2 separate regions of the Sus scrofa genome follow, and region 2 is linked to region 1. A link is a contact called in public HiChIP or PLAC-seq data. All regions are on one chromosome and are shown on one strand. The core of a region is the stretch at or near the end of the contact, and the rest is flanking DNA. Distances in the headings are between cores, read along the strand shown.

Evidence for each region. HiChIP or PLAC-seq counts read pairs in DNA pulled down with a chosen protein or histone mark.
Region 2: a contact with region 1 is called in an H3K27ac HiChIP or PLAC-seq map of alveolar macrophages. The contact joins the enhancer-like site here to the promoter of LY96 in region 1. A contact is called at or near these places in 6 of 47 Hi-C or Micro-C datasets (alveolar macrophages, fetal heart ventricle, fetal liver and 3 more) and 1 of 2 datasets of contacts at active chromatin or transcription factors (alveolar macrophages).

The regions. Positions count from the first base shown.
Region 1 is chr4:61,947,783-61,952,110 of Sscrofa11.1, forward strand. It overlaps LY96 (lymphocyte antigen 96), which reads right to left and starts at 2,848. Exons shown (of 5, transcript NM_001104956.1): 1 at 2,645-2,848. The coding sequence starts at 2,756.
Region 2 is chr4:62,012,219-62,016,830 of Sscrofa11.1, forward strand. No RefSeq gene overlaps it. Among named protein-coding and RNA genes, the nearest start is that of UBE2W, 32 kb to the right of the region's middle. Within about 2 kb of position 2,508, at least 81 of the 83 cell types and tissues checked have an H3K27ac peak or open chromatin away from gene starts, as enhancers often do. A contact at or near this core is called in alveolar macrophages, fetal liver, liver and 1 more, where this site is marked.

The DNA.
Region 1 (4,328 bases), core at 1,598-4,097:
GTAATATGGAGAGGAGTCAATGCTTCCCCACATGGTGTGTTTCCATCTCAGCCAGGATGGGTTTTATTTTACTTTATTTTGTTGTTTAGGGACACATCCACGACACATAGATGACCAGGCTAGGGGTCAAATTGGAGCTGCAGCTGCCAGTCACAGCTAGAGCCACAGCAATGCCAGATCCAAGCCATGACTTTGAACTACACCACAGCTCACGGCTGCTGGATCCTTAACCCACTGAGCAAGGCCAGGGATCAAACCCACATCCTCATGGATACTAGTTGGGTTCATAACTGCTGAGCCACAAAGGAAACCCCCAGGATGGATTCTTGAAGGCAGGGAAGGGATGCCTTGGCGGGGGGTGGGGGTAGGGGGGTGGATGGCAGCAAACAGAGTCTCGCTGTAGCTCTGCACCCTACTTGCTCCCCATGGTCCCTACATCCATGGAGCAGCTGGAAAGGACCACAGAATTTCTCAGCATTTCAGAGAAACAAGTAAGATCCCTCCTCAATGATCATATCAAAAGACAAATTGGATTACTGTTACTAGAAGATTAAAAGCTAAATAATAATAGGGAGTGTTATATAAGTCAAAGCCAGAGGAGACACAGCACAGGGAAGGTGTGTGGGGAAAAAGACCTAGGGCAGGAGAGAAGAGGGCCAAGGGCACCAGAGCCTGGAAACGGGGAAAGGAACCTGACGTTGGGGATGGAGAATCCTCAGGGGTAAGCTGAGAGGGAATTCAGCACAACCACATACAGGAAAAAGCCACCAGCACGAGTCTGGCCATACACCTAAGTCTTGTTTCACATCTGGCAGTTACCCTACTTTCCCGGAAGTAACTTCATATTAACATTTGCCACAGTTTGCAGGACTGTAAACACACACTCAAAAAATAAAATGAAATAAAACAGGAGCTCCCTTCATGGCTCAGGGGAAACAAATCTGACTCGCATCCATGAGGACCCAGGTTCGATCCCTGGCCTCACAGAGTGGGTTAAGTGCCATGAGCTGTGGTGTAGGTCGCAGATGCAGCTGTGCGTAGGACAGCGGCTACAGCTCCAATTCGACCCCTAGCCTGGGAACCTCCATATGTCACGGGTGCAGACCTAAAAAGACAAAAATAAATAAGTGAGTAAATAAATAAATAAATAAATAAATAAATAAATCTGAAAATTGGGAGATGAAATGGGTTTCTTTATCACAGAACTTCTCAGAACACAAAGTACATTTGTAAATCTCCCCCAAACGATTAGACCATAAATCCTTGTTCCCCAGAGAGTCTCAAAGAACTAGTATTTTCCAAAGGATTCCATTAAACCTTCTTGATATCACTAGTGGATAGAAAAGACCAACCAATCCATGGAGAGCACCAAACCAAACAGGCAACCCCCAAGCAAATATTTGTAGAGAAAGAGGGCAACACAAAACAAGACAAAAGAAAATAATAGTGATCCAACCAGTTAATAGCATTAGAATGTGGCTGATTTTTCTTTTTTTTTTTTTTGGCTGCATGCAAGGCATGTGGAAGTTCCCAGGCCAGGGATCAAACTCATGTCACAGCAGTCACTCAAGCCACTGCAGTGACAAACCAGGATCCTAAACTCATTGCACCAAAGGGAAGTCTTGATTTTTTTAAAAATTTATTTTATTTTATTTATTTACTTATTTATTTATTTATTTATTGTCTTTTTGCCATTTCTTGGGCCGCTCCTGCAGCATATGGAGGTTCCCAGGCTAGGAGTCCAATCGGAGCTGTAGCTGCCAGCCTAAGCCAGAGCCACTGCAGCGCAGTATCCGATCTGCGTCTGCGAACTACACCACAGCTCACGGCAACACCGGATCGTTAACCCACTGAGCAAGGGCAGGGATTGAACCCGCAACCTCATGGTTCCTAGTCAGATTCGTCAATCACCGTGCCACAACGGGAACTCCGATTTTTTTTTTTTTTAAATAATCAGTATTAGTATTTCTATGTGGCTCTGTGCCACATAGAGAGAAAAATCTGCTTCAAAACAATCCACATAAAAAAGGTTCAGAAACCACTTTCAGGAGTTCCCGTCTTGGCTCAGCAGAAATGAATCTGACTAGTATCCACTAGGACACAGATTTGATCCCTGGCCTCGCTCAGTGGTTAAGGATCTAACTGACAGAATCAGGCTTACATCTAATCAGGGAGGCAATTCCAAGAGTCTTCAAAAACCACAGGCTGAAACACTTACAGAGCCCCTGTTACATGCCCAACATTGTGCTGGGAAAAAAACCCAAAAACCAAAAAACAAACAAACAAAAAAACACAGCCCGGAGCAATAATCAATTCTGGGAAGCAGCTAGGACCCTTCTACCTTCTCAAGAAGAACCAGTCAGCCTTACAGCTGAGGCAAAATGAGTCCGAAGCAGGCAGTTCTAGCAAAACTGCAAAGAATCTGAAACAGACGCACTTGGAGGTCAAGTACAACGAAGTTCAGACTCGTGAGGTCTGTAAAGGATCAAGAAAATCCACCCGGGGCAGTAACTAGACATCATTTTTGCTGCCAGCAGCTGGTACAGGCAGTCATTTCCTGTGTCCCGCCCAGCAACAGCAGAAGGTTTTTGTGAAAACGTACCCTGAAAACAGTTGTTCGTCCCTGCTTTGCCCTTTTACTTACCACAGTAGTTGTACCAAAGACTTGCATCAGAGGAATTGCAGATCCACATTTTCTCCCTAGGTTCAGTAAATATGGAAGAAAACAAGGTGGAAAACAGCATAAATGGAAACATGCTTCAATATCTCCAAAATGTTAAAAATGTAAGGAGAATCAGTAACTAATCATCAGACTCTTCCCTTTTAATAAGCAGAAAAGATTTAACTTAGTCATCAGTCACATGATTTCTGAGTCGCTACCCGACTGTTCCTCTTTTGAGTGTGTGTGCATGTGTGTGTTGAATATTTGAGCACTTCCTGCAAGAGGAGAGGAAAATGATTTGTAATGTACTCTTCAAACACGTGATACAAAGGCGAGCACAGCGCTTTAAAAACAAAACCAGGTACTTCCCAGTCACTACTAACAAAACCAGTCTGTGGGTCTTTTTTAGAAGCTTAAAAAACCAGCATGCCCTGCAGCAGCTTGGATGGACCTAGAGAAATCATAAGATATCAGTTATATGTGGAATCTCATTTTTAAAATGATACAAATGAACCTATTTACAAAAAAGAAACAGATTTCAAAAATCAATTTATGGTTACCAAAGGGGAAATGTGGGTGGGAGGGGGATAAATTAGGAGTTTGGGATTAACAGATACACACTACTATATTCAAAATAGATAACCAACAAGGACCTACTGCATAGCTCAGGAAACTCTACTCACTATCCTGTAATAAGCTATATGGGAGAAAGAATGAATATATCCATATATATAACTAAATCACTTTGCTATACCCCTGAAACTAACACAACATTGTAAAACAACTATATTCCAAAAAAAAATCCCCAAAAACATTAGCACTCTTTATCCCTCTGCATTGCTGTTCTCTCCCACAAGTTTTTTTTGTTTGTTTGTTTTTTCGTCTGTTTAGGATTGCACCTACAGTGTATGGAAGTTCCCAGGCTAGGGGTCAAATCAGAGCTGCAGTTGCCAACCTATGCCACAGCCACAGCCAACACCAGATCTCAGCCGAGTCTGCAACCTACACCACAGCTCGTGGCAACACTGGATCCTTAACTCACTGAGCAGGGCCAGGGATCAAACTTGTATCCTCATGGATACGAGTTGGGTTCATTACCACTGAGCCACAACGGGAACTTTCTCTTCCACAAGTTTGTTATACAACAATTCTCTGGACCCAGAGAGCAGGACCTGTAGATCTGAACTGAACAGTCTCATGCTGTTTCTGCTCAGAGAAAGTTTCAGCCAAAGGATGGAGCTCAGCTGGAGGAGACTCTAAGCACAGGACACTAGCTGTGGTTCTGTAATTGCGGGCAGGGGTCCCACCAGGCGTGAGATTCACTCACTTTAGCAAACTACAGGTCCAGGGGCTACTTTGAGCTCTAGTAATGAAATGGTCATTATTTTGTGAGTGGAAATATTTCACTGTTATTTCACTCTGTTCTAGAAAAACAGATAGCCCTTTAGATGCTTTGCTACCTGAAATCCTTTATAGGACGAGGTTTGGGATTTGTAGCCAAAAATGGCATGGAGTTCAAGCTCTAAACATCTACAAGTTTAGAGGAAAATAATATTTGTAAAAGGTTTGACTGAAGATCTGTACTACTTCACCATTTTTTTAAAAGGTGAAAATCTATCAGGGGGTGGGAGAATCTGGGGAAATGGGGGGTTTCTCGATGGGAGTG
Region 2 (4,612 bases), core at 1,258-3,757, 64 kb after region 1:
TTCCTGGAAAGATAAGTCTGGTACTAACTTTTCCCTCCTATAAAGATCTTCTTTAGCACATATCACACCCAAGGGACCAGAGGCTGATTTTACTGTAAGAGATGTTAAGAGTCCTGTAATCCCTTTTCTTCCTTATTAGTATTTGTCATGGCAGGTTGTTGACCCTGATGATGTCATAAAGCTTTCTTTGTGGGGTCATTTAAAGTCACTTATACCTTGGGAAGAATTGGCCTTTAAATAAAGTAAACCTGAGATTGTAAAACCTTATCTTCTGGGAGTTGCCATCTAGGCTCAGTGGTTAACGAACCAGACTAGTATCCATGAGGACACAGGTTCAATCTTTGGCCCTGCTCAGTGGGTTAAGGATCCGGCGTTGCTGTGGCTGTGATGTGCTGTGGTGTAGGCCAGCAGCTGCAGCTCTGATTCGACCCCTAGCCTGGGAACCTCCATGTACTGTGGTTGCGGCCCTAAAAAGACAAAAGATAAACAAACAAAAAAAACCTGATCTTCTGGAGCAATTTCCTGAGATTATAGGGAGAGAGATCACCAGCAGAAAATATATCTGGAAAAGCTTTCCTCTTTCATTGATATATGGACTTTACTCAGTTGAAATATAGGCAACAAAACTGGGCTGACACCTGATGTGCTTCTGGGTCATTCCTGGTTGCCAAGAGCCTCCAAATCTTCCTCAAGGACACAGTCATTTTGCACAACACAGGGAAAATCAGCCCATTTCTGGCGATCAGTGGAAGTCTGAGTTACCAATTTAACTTCCTCTCTAGTGATGAAGAATAGGGTGTTTAATATTATACCATAGAATAATTAGTGTATTTTAAGGATCTTTTTCCATTTTTGAACACATTTTACATTCGGGAATTTCACAGAGAACATAATGATCTATCTTTAGAGTGGGAAGGATGATATCCCACAGGGCTCTTATATTTAAATCTTATATAAATTTCTAAAAAGAACTCCAAGTTAATAAAATGACAGATTTTAAGCTTTCATTCCGATAATGTAAAAGCCTTCTACTCAACACGTCAGCCACCTACATTAAAAAAAAAAAAAAAATAGAACAGGAGGTGCGAACTTTTGGCTTCCAGTTTTCCTGGAATAAACCAATAACATCTTCGGTTTTGGAATAGATTTTAAAAACGTGGCTTCTCATACATCTTGGCAGAACTGGTGCATTCCCAGAATAAATTCTGTGTACTCAGCTCTCCCTCTTCAAATATATCTCTAGGTGGAATGACCACAAAACTGCCCACCACGAAACAGGCTGAAGAGAAGTCTGGATGTGATAGAAAGTATAAGTGACACTGGTACATTAAACAATCTCATGCTTAGGATGAAACCTCTAAACAAGTGTCAGTGCCATAACAACATAACTATTACAGATACATGCGCAGTTTAAAACTGAGGGGTTGCGGTAAAGAGGTGGAAATTGCACAAAAAAACTTCAAAACATTCTCTTTCCCTTCAGGCAAGATTCAGCTCTACAAATCTGCCCTTGCCTTTAAAATATCAAAGTTCTGTTCTGCTCTCAATCCTCATCCCGTTGTATAAGCAAATCAGTGTCTCTCATCCCCAAATTAGGAATATGAGAAGTCTTCCAGGTGCGTAAAGACCAGAAAGCTGCCCTGCGGAAGTTTTATCTTGCCCCAAGCTGTGAAAGTGGGCACTGTGGTGTAGAGAGGGCATCGGAAAGAAAAAAATCTATAAACTATACACCTCTGATTGGAAGAACAAAACAACCCCCCCCCCCCACAAAGCCCACGGGTGTGGACATCATCAGGATCTTATGTTATAGATAGAAAAAAACAACCATGGGGCTCGAATCAGAACCCGACCAGCGTTTCCTAAGCGATCCGGGTAGCGAGTGGGCTCGTCGTGGAGGCCAGAGAGTTGGACGTGACCGAAGGTATAGACAGCGCCATTCACCGCGCCTCAGCTTGCCCTTCCCCCTGGGCGCCTAGAGCACCAGCCAATCCCCTCACGCCATCTCCTTCCCATCGGAGGCCCCGCCCCCAGCGCCCGGGATGCTGGGCCCCCGCGGCGTGACGCGAGCACGGCAGCTCCGCCCCCTGCGTCTCTGGCCTCGCCGGCCTAGGGGGGATGGTTCCATCATGGCGTCAATGCAGGTAAGAGGAGTTTGCAGCATCTGGGCGGGCTCTGGAGCCGTGCAGAGGATGCGAGTGTTTCTTTGAGCTGGGTGTCTGGGACTCTGGGGCACCCGGGCGGGTCCCGGAGCGGCTCCGTGGCCGGTCCTTCCCCAGAGTCAGGGCGTTGGGAGGGGTGAGAGGCTGCGAGAAGGGGGAGTCTCGGTCGGTCGAAGCGGACACAAGCCGGCTAGGAAGTTGGGGGATAAAAGAGACTAAGGGGAGGAAAGGGCGAAGTTTGATGTTGCCTCAGCGGCAGTGGTCTCGGAATTACTTCCAGCTCACACCGACGGCTGCCGCTGGCCTCCCCCCCCACACACCTCCCGCCCCAGGGATGCGTTTTCCTCCGCGGTCCCCGGCTGGGCGGAAACAGCTGCTCTCGCCGTTGTCGTTGGGGCAGGGGCGGCCCTAAGAGGGGCTGAGTGTCGGGGAGCCGAAAAGGCGTTCCCGGAGAAGGCGGCTGGCTGCAGGGGCGCTTCGAGGCCTCTGCTCAGGCCTCCCACGCCGGGCCTCCCTGTCTGCTTGGCCCCTCGGCTCTCCTTTTGACTCTTAGTCCTTTGCCCCATGGGTATCTTCCTTTATCAGCCTCTGTACTCTCAACGAACGTACGCCCGGCAGCGCATTTTCTCACTCTCCTCGCAGCTGCCCTTAGTCCGTCAAAATCATTTGCCGCCTAAATATTGCAGTCTTCCCGGGAGATAAGTCTCCAGCTCCCTATACCTCCCGAGGTAGCTCGCCTTCAAATCTTTTTTTTTTTTTTTCCCCTAACACTGCCCCACCCTTGCGGTCGCGGTAAGGCTACAACCCTTCTTCCCCAGATCTTTAGTGGAACCTTAGTTTGGCAGGAGGCGTTTGTTAACCCGTGTTACAGCTACCTGACTTGGCAATGCCTGGTTTTCTGGTTTCCCAACTTAATATACTCCTTTTTTCCAAATTCAAGGAGTTTGGTGGGGTTTTTTTCCCCAGGCAAAGATGGCATCCGCGATTGCAGTTTTATAAAGATTAACTCTGCATTATCTCTAGCTTGCATTTAATTTATAGATGAAGACCAGCTCTGTCAAAACATAGAGAAGGCAGAACTCCCGTTTGGAGTGTCAACGGAGCGCTTTTTAGAGTTTTAACAACATCTTAAAGGGACCACGTCTTTCTTAGAAGGATTTCGTGCTTTTGTTTCTAGAAGAATGAGCAAGTGTGCCTATCCTTCTTCTGTTCTTTCCTCTTTTTAGGCGAGGACAGTGCTTTTCTTTAATCTCTTCTCTTTTCTACATCTTCTTTCTCTTTCGTGCATGTGTTTGCTTCACATTTACCTCTGTGCTTTTGTATTATTTCTTCCCTTTCAGCCTGTTCCCCATACAATACTCTTTTTACCTTTGTGTCTCCCACTGGACTTTCTTGCAGAATAGAAAAAACAAATTTGTATGTAACATTCCCAGTTGAAGAGATACCATGAAAACAGTCAGAGAAAAAACAAGAACAATTTCAGGAAACATTATACTTTACCCTAGTCTCCCCAGAGACGTTAGAGAAGTTTCATCATTTGAGGCCAAAAACGGAACTGTAGAACACCAGTTGAACAGTAGATTGGCTATATGACCAATTTAAGATTATGTATATTAAGATTAAAACCTTTCTTTTTAAGACTAAAAAGATTAAAATCCACAGTACTTCTGATTATATTTGGCAGGAGGGTTTTTGGGATAACTAGCTGATTCAGTTTAGACAGTAAGTGTCTGGAGAAGGCAGATTGCCCTTTTTAAAAGAAAAAACTGAGTTGGTACAAAACTTAATGGTTGACAGTCTTGACTTTTACATAGTGGCTTAAGCAATGGCAACAATACTTCATGCAATACTGCATTTTTCTGTATCCCAAGTGCTACCTCTGACTGTCTTTTCACCCTTTATTCCTGTAGGTCTTCTGATTAGAGGAATAGAAAACTGATGTTTCCCTTTTTAAAAAGCTAAATCTCTCTTTTTTTTAATGTGTATTTATTTGTACTTTGAGATATCTGAAACATTTTTGGTAGTATCTTTTTTATTTTTAAAATGTTTTTACTGAAGCATAGTTGATTTACAATACTCTAAACTTCGGGTGTACAACATAGTGATTCACAATTTTTAAAGATTATACTCCATTTATAATTACTGGAAAATATTGGCTATATTCCCTGTGCTGTAGAATATGTCCTTGTAGCTTATTTATTTTGTGCAGAGTAGTTGGTACCTCTTAGTCCCCTCCTCTTATCTTGTCCCTTTCCTCTTCTCCACTGGTAACCACTAGCTTATTTCTCTATATCTTTGAGTCTGTTTCTTTTTTTGTTGTTGTATTTACTGGTTTTATTTTTTGGATTACACATGTAAGTAATAGTGTACGTTACTTCTTTCTCTGACTGATTTCACTAAGCATAGTACTCTCCAAGTCCATCCATGTTGTTGCAGATGGCAAAGTTTAATTT